3 separate regions of the Gossypium hirsutum genome follow, and all the other regions are linked to region 3. Evidence: chromatin contacts called from public Hi-C data. All regions are on one chromosome and are shown on one strand. The core of a region is the stretch at or near the end of the contact, and the rest is flanking DNA. Distances in the headings are between cores, read along the strand shown. Region 1 holds the start of LOC107945826 (mitogen-activated protein kinase 7-like). Region 2 holds the start of LOC107945820 (AAA-ATPase At1g43910). Region 3 holds the start of LOC107945818 (probable inactive leucine-rich repeat receptor kinase XIAO).

Region 1 (3,424 bases), core at 670-3,169, 180 kb after region 3:
AAAGACCCAGGAGCTGATTATGGCGCTCTCAAAACAATTTTATATTTAAGATTCTCTTAACTAATCTTTTGTTTACTGTGTCAGTAGCATATAATGTAAATTCTTTATTCATCTCTTAATTACCTTTATTTATTTAATTATTTTAAGAATCCGAAAAATCTGGACATCCAATGTACCACAACCCATTAATTTCTTTTAACAATGTTGAAATTGTTGGCTGGCTGGCTGGTTTAGACTTTGAACTGACCACATTGATTTTTTCCCAGAGGGAAATAATAAATAATTAATTAAGTAGTTCAACACAACAGCAGATATTTGATTTAGAATCCTTTCAAACACATGCATATGCCCCCGAAGGTTCCTAGTTGCTGCAAATTGCAAACATTGTTTATTTTACTTTTTAGACTAAAATGTGGGCGCAAGCTATGATTAAGTTGATATATTGAAGGAACCTTCAAGCCACAACTATGGTTTTGACTAACCAGGGTTTAAAGCTGTGTTTAACCTTGATTAAGCCTTAATGCTTGAACAGGAAAAGTAAAAATCCAGAACTGTTTCAACCCGGATTTATTTTATTTCAAAACCCGAACTAATTAACAAGGTGTTAAAGACAAAATGTTTTGCTCAATTGGTAAGCTCCAAGGTAGTAGAATTCTCTATACCAATACCAATACTGTTTCTGTAAGCAAAGCTAAAACAATGTGGTGTAAGCATTTGTTGATGCAGCCTCTGGGTGGTAGTGAAGCATCTCACTCAACATCATCCCCCTAATCATTTCTTCTCCCATGTTTTCATCAATGTCGAGATTAATCGGGACTCGGGCTGGTGGATTGCACCTTGGATCATATAGTGTTGCCATGTAAGGATGTTGGAGTGCTTCTGTGACAGTAATTCTCTTGGACGGGTCGAAAATAAGCATCCTTTGCAACAAATCTATGGCTAAAGGATCGGCTTGAGGGTATAAACGAGACAAATGGATGCCCGTAGAGAAAGGAAGTGACTCGATATACCTTCTGGCTTTGGGATTATCAATAAACTGAAGATCAGCCTCCTGCTGGCTTCCGAGGACACCAATAATTAGATTAAGCTGGTTGAGGCATCCTGTTCCGGGGAAGATAGGTCTCCGACCAAGAATCTCCGCAAAGATGCATCCTACTGACCAAACATCAATGGAGGTGCCATAATTGTCGCAACAGAGTAAGAGTTCGGGTGAGCGGTACCAACGGGTGACAACGTACTCTGTCATGAATTGTTCATTGCCTCTGCTGGTTCGAGCCAACCCAAAATCACATATCTTGAGGTCACAGTTAGCATTGATAAGAAGGTTCCCTGGCTTCAAGTCTCGATGCAGGATGTTTGCCGAGTGAAGGTACTTCAGCCCTCGTAGTAGCTATAATATAACACCAAAGGTTAGTTACAAGCTGATGAACACATTTGAAAGCAAAGGTAAAACTTCCCAGTACCTGAAAAAGAAAATACTTGCAATGATCATTAGAAAGTGGCTGAGAAGACTTGATAATCTGAAGCAAATCGGTGTCCATAAGCTCATAAACCAAGTAAACATCCTTAAAACTGGTTCTCTGAGTTGGCATCATAATATCTTTCAAAGCAACCACGTTGTCATGTCGAATTTGTCTGAGAAGTTTCAACTCCCTCAAAGTTCTCAACGCATCAACGTGATTCAGGAACACATTGCTGATCTTCTTTATAGCCACTTTCTCATTGGTTTCCCTGTTGATTGATGAGCATACAATACCGTATGATCCTCTTCCTATTGGCTTGATTGGAACATACTTTGTGTCAACCTCGAATAGGGTTTGCCACATTGTATAGTAATGCTTCCCCATTGGCTTCTCCCCATTCGGTGGCTCCACCGGCATTGCCATTCCTCTGAAATTCCCACATCACCAAAATCACCATTAACAAAAAAAAAGAAAAAAGAAAAAACTTAAATGTAACCCAAAAGGTTAAAAAGAAAAAAAAGGGTTTGGAATCAATTCTTACTTGCCGCTTCCGCTTCTTTGTTTTGATCCTTTTTTTTTATCTGCTTTTTCACTTTTTCCCTATAATGAAAACCAGGAAACCCAACCTTTTCTGCTACCCTTTTATTTAATCAACCAGCAACTTCAAATTCCTCAAAATTTATCATTCCCTTGTAAAATTTCAAACTTTCACCTCCACTTCTTCCAAAAAAAAAAAAACCCTTTTTCCCACTCTTTCTTTTAATCTCTAAACCAACTCCAAATTCACAAATTTGAAATCATTCCACTGTAGAAAAACAGAAAGCCTCTTCATTTGTCTTTCCCAAAAATGAAAGCTGGGTCTTTATGCAAAATTCTTATCCAAAACAAAGACAATTGACCTTATCTGAGTCTAAATTTCTGATCAAAGAGACAAGAGAGAGAAGAGAAGATATAAGGGGGGGGGGGCGGCAAAGCCTTCTAAGGTTCTTAACCATTACTTGAGTCCAAGGAAAGAAATAACTAAAATTGACTAGAGCTTTTGTTTTCCATCAATAATTCCTATCAGTAGTATAGGAAAGTCAGAATGGAGGTGAAAGCTTTGCCATCCCAGTGACTAAAGTTGGCTTGGCTGATAAAAACGTGCAAGGAATGCTTCTTCTTTTCAACTACATTGGCATTTGTCTTGGCTTTTCCTTCAATCATCAACTCCCCATTGTGACTGTTTCAACGATACATTGGATTTCCCTCTATTTTCAAGTAAAGCTGCCGCCCACGTGCCCGCACCGTTTTAGGCCGCCTGGCTTGCTTTGGTTTGCCGAAATCCATATTCCCCACAATTGCAACTATTTACGAATGATTCAGATTGAATAAAACACGTATCATTGTGGCCTTTGGGTAACAAATTACTTTACATGATGGTTACTACGTACATATTTTTTTAGTAATTTGAACTTGTCACGTCTTTCCTTTTCATTGCTTAAAATTGCACTCGAGAGACTATGAGGAGAAAAAAAACAAAAAAGCAAAATGAAGATCAATATAAAGGATTATTGGATTGAAATTATTTATCATACTTTTTTACAATAAACCTTCACCAACGGAAGGTACGAACATGGCGGAAAAAAGAAGGTACACGACCGCCAAAAGCTTTAATCCCCAAGCCTCCATAATTCCAGTTCACGCGATTAATCTGGATTAGAGTTGGGCTTGAATTTTTTCAAGTTTGGTTTATTAAGTTTCAAATTCTTTGAATTTAAGTTAATATACTTTCAAATTTAAATTTTTCGAGTTTAGATTATTTATATTCGGTGTACAGCTCAAGCAGACCCAAAATTAAACAAACCCAAATACAATCCGAACCCCAATTACATGCCAAAGCCCAATGGCCCAAAAAACCTAAAACTATAAAAAAACCCTAATCCCCCGGCCCACCTAGGGTCGCCCACTTGCCCTCTGCCAGC
Region 2 (3,759 bases), core at 178-2,677, 140 kb after region 3:
TTCCCACAGCTCGACCACAGTCCATCAATGAAATTCAATAGTCCCGACAATGTTACCTACAGAAAAATTAAAACACACACACACACATAAATCATCGTTATCTAAGCTAATAATAATAATTTTATAATGTTATAGCTTAGAAAGTTTAATGAGGTGCTTACTCCAGGATCAATGGCTGAAGGACGATCGGTTCTTCCAACTTCGCCTTCCTTCTCACGGTCATTTTTTAACTTGCCACGATCTTTTGAAATCTTTGTGCTGCAATCTATATCTTCAATTAGAAGAATAGAGCGGTTTGTGGTGGAAGTAAGTATACGTCTAAGATCGGCATCATTTCGAACACTTTGGAACTCGAGATCATACACGTTGTAGTTCAAGTAATTTGCAATTGCAGCTACCAGTGAAGATTTGCCAGTCCCTGGAGGACCAAACAAAAGGTAGCCACGTTTCCAAGCCCTCCCAACGTTTTCAAAGAAATCCTTGCGTCCCACAAATAAGTCCAGGTCATCCATAATAAACTGCTTCAGCTCTAGTTCCATAGCCAAAGTCTCGAACCTTGCCGGGTGCTTGAAAACAGCCGATTCCCACCTGGAACGATCTTGGTTATAGGTATAGATGTTGAGCTTTTCTCGCTTGCTCAAGATTGTTTGAGCTGTCTTCGCTATATGGGGAAAATACTTTTGTTCAACAAGTTCCCTAGCTCTTTTCTTGCACGTCAAGTGATAGGTTTTTTTATCAGGGATGTAGTACTTTTCCGATTCTTTAACATGCAGAGTCCACTCCAAGGTTATACCTTCGAATTCATCGATGATTTTGCAATCGGAAGGGATCTTCCGTTTCGGCGGCGATGTTGGGTTGTTAATGTCATTGGAGCCGAGGAGAAGTTTGTCGGTGGAAGGGCCGATTCGGGTAGGAAGGTAGACCTCAACAGCTCGAAAAGTTTCGTTATAAACAGCTTGCCAGCGTTCTTCTATGATGAAAGTGAAGTTGGAGGATAAGTATTTGGATACCAGATTAGAGAATTTGGTGTTGATAAACCTTTGCATCGGTTTCGGGATCATTTCATTCAAGATTGTACGGATTAACATGGCCATTGCTGAGAGGGAAGCATAAGCAGCAAGGATGGTAGACATGGAAGGTAGCTCTTTCAAAAGGGAAGCCATTTTTGGATACAGGGAGAAAAATTCGATGGAGGAGAAACGAAAACTGAAGTGGGTTTTAAGTGTGGCCTGGTTTCTGTAAGGTGGAGACTACTCCTTGACTTGGATTGAATGTAGCAAATTCGAAGATGTATGTTGTTTAATCTAAAATAGCGTCACGAGGAAATTGTATGGAAGAGATTAAGTGAGAGACTGTTTTTGGACGGCTACTCTATGTTGAATATTACACACCAGACATTGCCAAGCTGCTTCTTTAATTAGACTTTTTGAGTGCAGAACATTGGGGGATGTGATGTTAAATACAGTCAGCTATGGAATACAGCCAATACTCATGACAATCTTGCCCAACCTAACCAGTTGTTAACATCTCATACTTTCACTATAATCACATGAATATAATACTAGTTACAATTTTTTTTCCTTAAAAAAAAGTGTCATTCGAGTAAATTAAAAGTTAAAAAATTCAATAAATGTATTTGTCCTAAAAAACAGATCACCATGAAATGAGTGTGATGGAGAAAATACTATACTCTCATGTCCCTGAGACACTGACAAGCCACATGTTCTAAGAAGATAGTATAAACACTACATTTTTATGTTTCTTACAATCCTCATGTTCTGAAGGATTTGGTTGCATTTCAGAGAAATTCCCCTTACTAAGAACTATTGAAGGACTTGAAAACAAAATTGGATACCTAGCTAGTTGACTAGATAATAATATTGTAAAATCTTAGGCTTTCCTTGTCTTTTCTCTTTACAGCACACCATACAACAATTTCCTTTACTCTTTCCATGTCAAGCCTAAATCACTTTCTCTTTTTTTTTTTTCTTTTTTTTTTGAGTGTGTTAGGCTGAGCTCCAAAGTCCAAAATCATCAGCCCCTTAGTTAGGAAGCTGACAGGAAATTGGAAAATTTTTCAGTTTTTTAAATTTTTAAATAATAAAAATAAAATTACACTTTAATCCTTTAAAAATGATTAAAGAAAATTTACTCTGATTTATTGTTCTCCTGTTGAAAAGAAATAGAGATACGAAAAATCACAATTTCATACAATCTCTTCTCACCATTTTTATCTTTTTATGCTTTTATATAAAATCAATAAAACTCAATCACAATAAATTTTGGACACGACATCATAAATTTAATCAAACCCTCAATTATTTTAAATCAAATTTCTATAAATATATTTGTAAATAATATTTGTTTTTTACCTATATTATTAAACTCCTTAAAATAATTTATTATACTTTTATGTAGTTTTGTCATTTAATTTAAAAATAGACGATATTAATTTATGTTAAACCTAATAAAAGTTAAATCTATAATTTATTTAAAATTAAAATTATTAAACTTTCTTTACTTAGATTAATTTATTGCAAACTTTTAAATTGATTTTTTAAATAAAATTTGCTATATTAAAGTATTGGACATTTAATAATTCATGGACTAAATTACAGTAAATGAATACATAATAAAATATAATTTTAAAAATTTACATAAGCCATTAATATAAATGATTAGAAATTTTACACTTTTAAAATATAATTATTTTCTAGTATACAAATATAATAATTAAACATTCAGAAAACTTGTTTTAGGAAGATATCGTTTTTCATTCACGTGCTTGTTGCTTACAGTACACCAAGCATTCCCCACACGGGTTTAACACTATTAGTTGAGTGAGCTTTGTTCCTTACAAGTTGCTAAAGAAAGTCTTTTAAACTTTTTACCTTTCTTTTACGAAATACCAGCATATAATAACCATTCACAGGAGTTATTAAGCATTTACCTTTGACTGGAAAAATGCTTTCTCCTTTTGTTTTGTTTTTCCTTAAAAGTGGAATTTGTTTGACTAAATCTATAGATATTAAACTAGGAAGATGTTGATGCCGTTAAACTTTGTCATCATGGAACCACCACCTGGTCTGCTTTGGAGATCGACCATTTCTACAGTTCTTTACATAGCGATCGTTGTCTTCAGGGCATTGCTGCAAGCCATGATTAATGGTATTAAAAGATGTAGAGGAGATTTGAAGACACAAGATTAAGATAACAATTGACCCATTTGCTGTATCATCAAATAATCTGGAACCATTCAGGACATGGTCATGATTTGCAAGAAAAGCAGTCTTCATTTCTGGTCTGGAAACTTTGAGACCCAAATAAAAAATCGGTAGTATGCCTTGTGCATGACAAACGGTTCTTGAAGACAGTGCAATAAGAAAGCACCACGAAAATTAATTGAATTTGTAATCAAACCTTCACAGTTGCGCTTGATAGCATGGAGAGAATGCTGATACATATAGAACTAACTGTCATGGCTGGGGACCATGAATCATATAAGATATCTACAAAAATACAATGGAACAATCATGTATTATATGTCTGTCTTGTTGCAAGTTATGAAATAATGAAAGCACATACAAGTCAAAACTGAGCAATATTACTGTGTGTGTGTGAACATTGGAATTTTACAAACATTTTTTACATTAACAAATCTATAATTTGAATCTGGCAAACAAATGTTGGGAAGTCACAGCAAGTATATAAAAAATGTTATCCTTAGCTCATTTCTCAAGCTACTCTAACCCCACCTTG
Region 3 (3,512 bases), core at 536-3,035:
TTTCTTTTAGATTTCCCACTAACAAACTGAAAACTAACAAGCCCAAACTAAGAACAATAGAGAAAGAATTTTAGACAAGAAAGACACATGGATGTTGCAACTAAAAACATTGCTGAAATAACATGATTCAAGGGATTACAGAACCAAAACTCTTGCATTCCATTAAAGATTTCTGGTCAGCACCTTGGCAGAAAAAGAAACGCGATGGGCACCTGATCAAGCAGTTGTCAGCAAGGCTGACATTTGCAGTGTCTGGTTTGAGTACCAGCAATGGCCCTGGAATTGGTCCGAACAAGTAGTTCCCCCCAAGCAACAGTCTTGCAAACGGGGCAATTCCGGAGGCAGGCAGAGCGGCTCTCAATGCGTATTGGATAGGGATCATACCCGAAAACTTGTTGTTTTCCATGGATAAAGCTGACAGGTTTGGCATTAATGGCAAGAAAGGAGGTAACCAGCCTTGTAGCTCGTTATTGCTCAAGTCAACAGCAATAAGCTCACTTTGGGTGCCTAGATTAGAGGGAGCTTGTAAAGAATCAAAGGAGTTGAATGCGAGAGTGAGTTGTTGAAGAGATGGGTGGTTAAAGAGGAAATAAGGGACTGAGCCGGTGAGTTTGTTGTGACTCAGGTCTAATACTTGCAGAAGGTTCAAATATTTAAGACTTGGAGGGATTGTGCCTTCAATCATGTTGTTCCTCATGGAAATTTGGACTAAAAAAGGTGGCAGCGTTGTAGGCAAATACCCAGAAATGACATTGTTGCTTGCATCAAGAAAGTACAGGTTTTTGAGTGAACCCAACTCGGGTAACTCACCAGAGATGTTGTTTGATTGAATTTCGAGCCTTTTCAAGCTACCAAGACCATTAAAAGTCGGGGGGATAGGACCTTGTAGGTTGTTGTTATCGAGGTAGAGTTCTTCAAGAGTAGACAAGGACCCAATCGAGGCTGGTACCTCACCGGAAAATGCATTCCTTGAAAGACCCAGCCGAGTTAACCGAGTCAAGTTGGAGAGTGAGCCTGGAATCCTGCCGGAGAAGAAATTGTTGGAGAGGTCAAGGGTTTGCAAGTAAGGGAGGTTCCAGGAAATGGAAGAGAGAGAACCGGAATAAGCAGCAGAGTCGAGAGTAACCTCCGTGACTCGGCTCAACCCAGAAACTGTAAGGTCGCACCTGAAACCGCAGGTGAATCTTTCACTGAAGAGGCTGTCACATGGGTCGAATGTGAAATCCCAAGAACCCAAGCAAGAACCCGGGCTCACAGAATTAGGCTGGACTCCATTTTTGAGTTGTTTCAAGGCATCAACATCTCCCCAGTACGTCTTGGATTCTGCTCTTGGCAAAACTCCATGAACAAAAAGTAACAGAAGAAGAGAAGATAAAAAGAATTTTGAAGTAGCCATTTTTATTTCACAATGGGATTGGGAAGTGAAAGGGAAGTTCATTTTAAAGTGCAAAAGAGAGGGTGAGAAACCCAGTGAACGAGGGCCGTTCATAAGAAAAGCAAAATGATTTGAGAGAGACAGAGAGAGAGTAGAGGAAGAAAATAAGGGAGACAAGAGAAAGATGGGTTTTGCAGTACGTTTCTGCCACTCTGGGAAGAAAAACAGAGTAACTTTTAGTGAGTGGATTCACGGGAAATTGTCAGAGTGTATTTAAATTTGGATCATTTGAATGATTTAGCCAACTGATAGAACGAGACGGGGAAGCTAATCCTGTTTTCGTTCAATATATGGAAAGGGTTTTTATTGAATTCTTTTTTCTTGGAAAAGCTTTTCATATTGCCTTGAATTTTGACGACAGATTTGAGCTGCTGTTCTATTCATATATTACTTCAATGTTACATTATCATATATTTATATATGGTGGTCTTTATTGTTATTAAAGAATATCGTGGAGAAATTAAAATATTTATTTTAGACGAATAGTAAAAATAAATTAAATAGTATTTAAATAATTTAATATAATAATACATTAAATATAAAATTTAAATGCTTTTTAAAGAATTAATATTTAATTTAAACATATAAACCGAAAATTAAGATTTTTTTTATTAATTTGCATGCCACCATGCAATCCCTTGAGTACAGAATTTTTTAGAGCTTAGACTATCAACAATTCCTTTCATAATTTAATTGCCAACTCCTTTTACAAAATTTTAATGATGTTCTCACATACTCTTATACCTTATAAAATCATTTAACGCATCCACTACTCCTTGAATAATCATACGACATCAAAGAGTTTATGAGCAGCGTCTCTCGAAACAACCATAAGTAGCTTTTAAGAGCAGTCGTCCATAGATCCTTTGAAACACGATTTAGCAGTAAGTCAACTTGGAAAAGAGTCCAAATTTAAAACTATTAAACATTAAACTCTGAAATCGATTTTAAAGATGAGATAGCATTTTAGTAGGAGTCCCCATTTTAAATAGCTGATTACCACCCCAGCAACGGTAGAGGAAGCTCAATTAACAACACAATCATTCGACAAGTGCAGCTAGTTTTGAAGCCAATGGTCGCACCAAGAAGTTAGCTTCCACATTGCAGCTGTTTGGATGAGTAGGTAGCAAGATAAAGCAGCCCCATTTTTCATTTCTTTTAAGAGTTTCCTCTTCCCACCCGTGTATGGCTATGCATGGAAGAGACAATTTGTCCTCATCCAACAATGACACCTAATCCCACTCTTACGCCACCTTAAGCCTTTATTTGACACCTAGTAAGGTATATTATGACTCCATCTCATCACATAACACTAGAGTGACCGCGTTACAGGCAAATAAGAGTTTTCTCCATGGATCTAAAAACATTATTTAAGACGATTCCGATAAGTCTTGAGCATAAAGAGTTCTTATCTCTACTATATAGTCCTCACAACTAACATAGCACCTTCTTATTTGATTGCCTACGCAAAAGCAAATATAAACGTGATCATCAATTAAACTACGTTACCATATAGACAAAACTACACTGAATAACCAAACAGCGATAGTGGCTTCTAGCAACTTTTTGTAATAGTAACTTCTACACTAAATTTTTAGATTCAAATAAGAATTAGAGAGAATGAAAGAATTAAAGAAAATAAACAAAAGATGATAGATGGATTGATGAAAAGAAGAAAGGATATGATTAGTGTTGATGACAAATAGTTGAATATATAGCTTAACCTCTTTTGGTGAATTTGCATCAATAAAAAATTATATTGGCTTTTAACCAACTCTCTCAATTGACTTGAATTAGTTAAGCTGGAGTTGTAATAAACCTTCTCTACAATCTTGAAAATTTGAAGCAAAAGTTCTATCAAAATCCTAAATCCTAAACTAGTCTTGTAAGAAAATCTCCCTTGGAGTATTTTATCAATAAAAAATCAAGCATAATATATATTAAGATGGTTGGTCATGCTTAGTTTTTTATAAGCATGTCTAAGTTCTACTTGAACCTTAAGTAATTATTAAACCTCCCAAGACTTAGTCAATTATCTCACAATGCAAGTAACATAAACTTCTTTAGACCTAGTCAA

What was found. Hi-C and Micro-C count contacts between places; a contact is called where the count stands out from the background.
Region 1: a contact with region 3 is called in a Hi-C map of leaf, with 2.1 times the contacts expected there. The contact joins the promoter of LOC107945826 here to the promoter of LOC107945818 in region 3. A contact is called at or near these places in 3 of 34 Hi-C or Micro-C datasets (callus, leaf and petal).
Region 2: a Hi-C map of leaf shows a contact between it and region 3, with 2.4 times the contacts expected there. The contact joins the promoter of LOC107945820 here to the promoter of LOC107945818 in region 3. A contact is called at or near these places in 11 of 34 Hi-C or Micro-C datasets (anther, callus, hypocotyl and 2 more).

What each region holds. Positions count from the first base shown.
Region 1 is chrD12:11,195,126-11,198,549 of Gossypium_hirsutum_v2.1, forward strand. It overlaps LOC107945826 (mitogen-activated protein kinase 7-like), which reads right to left and starts at 1,920. Exons shown (of 2, transcript NM_001327497.1): 1 at 1,464-1,920; 2 at 668-1,390. The coding sequence starts at 1,886. The coding sequence ends at 692. It overlaps LOC121224677 (a long non-coding RNA gene), which reads right to left. Exons shown (of 2, transcript XR_005922370.1): 2 at 3,228-3,424.
Region 2 is chrD12:11,151,262-11,155,020 of Gossypium_hirsutum_v2.1, forward strand. It overlaps LOC107945820 (AAA-ATPase At1g43910), which reads right to left and starts at 1,428. Exons shown (of 2, transcript XM_016879965.2): 1 at 162-1,428; 2 at 1-56. The coding sequence starts at 1,163. It overlaps LOC107945821 (probable ubiquitin-conjugating enzyme E2 16), which reads right to left. Exons shown (of 6, transcript XM_016879966.2): 5 at 3,421-3,509; 6 at 2,754-3,149. The coding sequence ends at 3,054.
Region 3 is chrD12:11,011,930-11,015,441 of Gossypium_hirsutum_v2.1, forward strand. LOC107945818 (probable inactive leucine-rich repeat receptor kinase XIAO) reads right to left here and starts at 1,786. Exons shown (of 1, transcript XM_016879962.2): 1 at 1-1,786. The coding sequence starts at 1,489. The coding sequence ends at 128.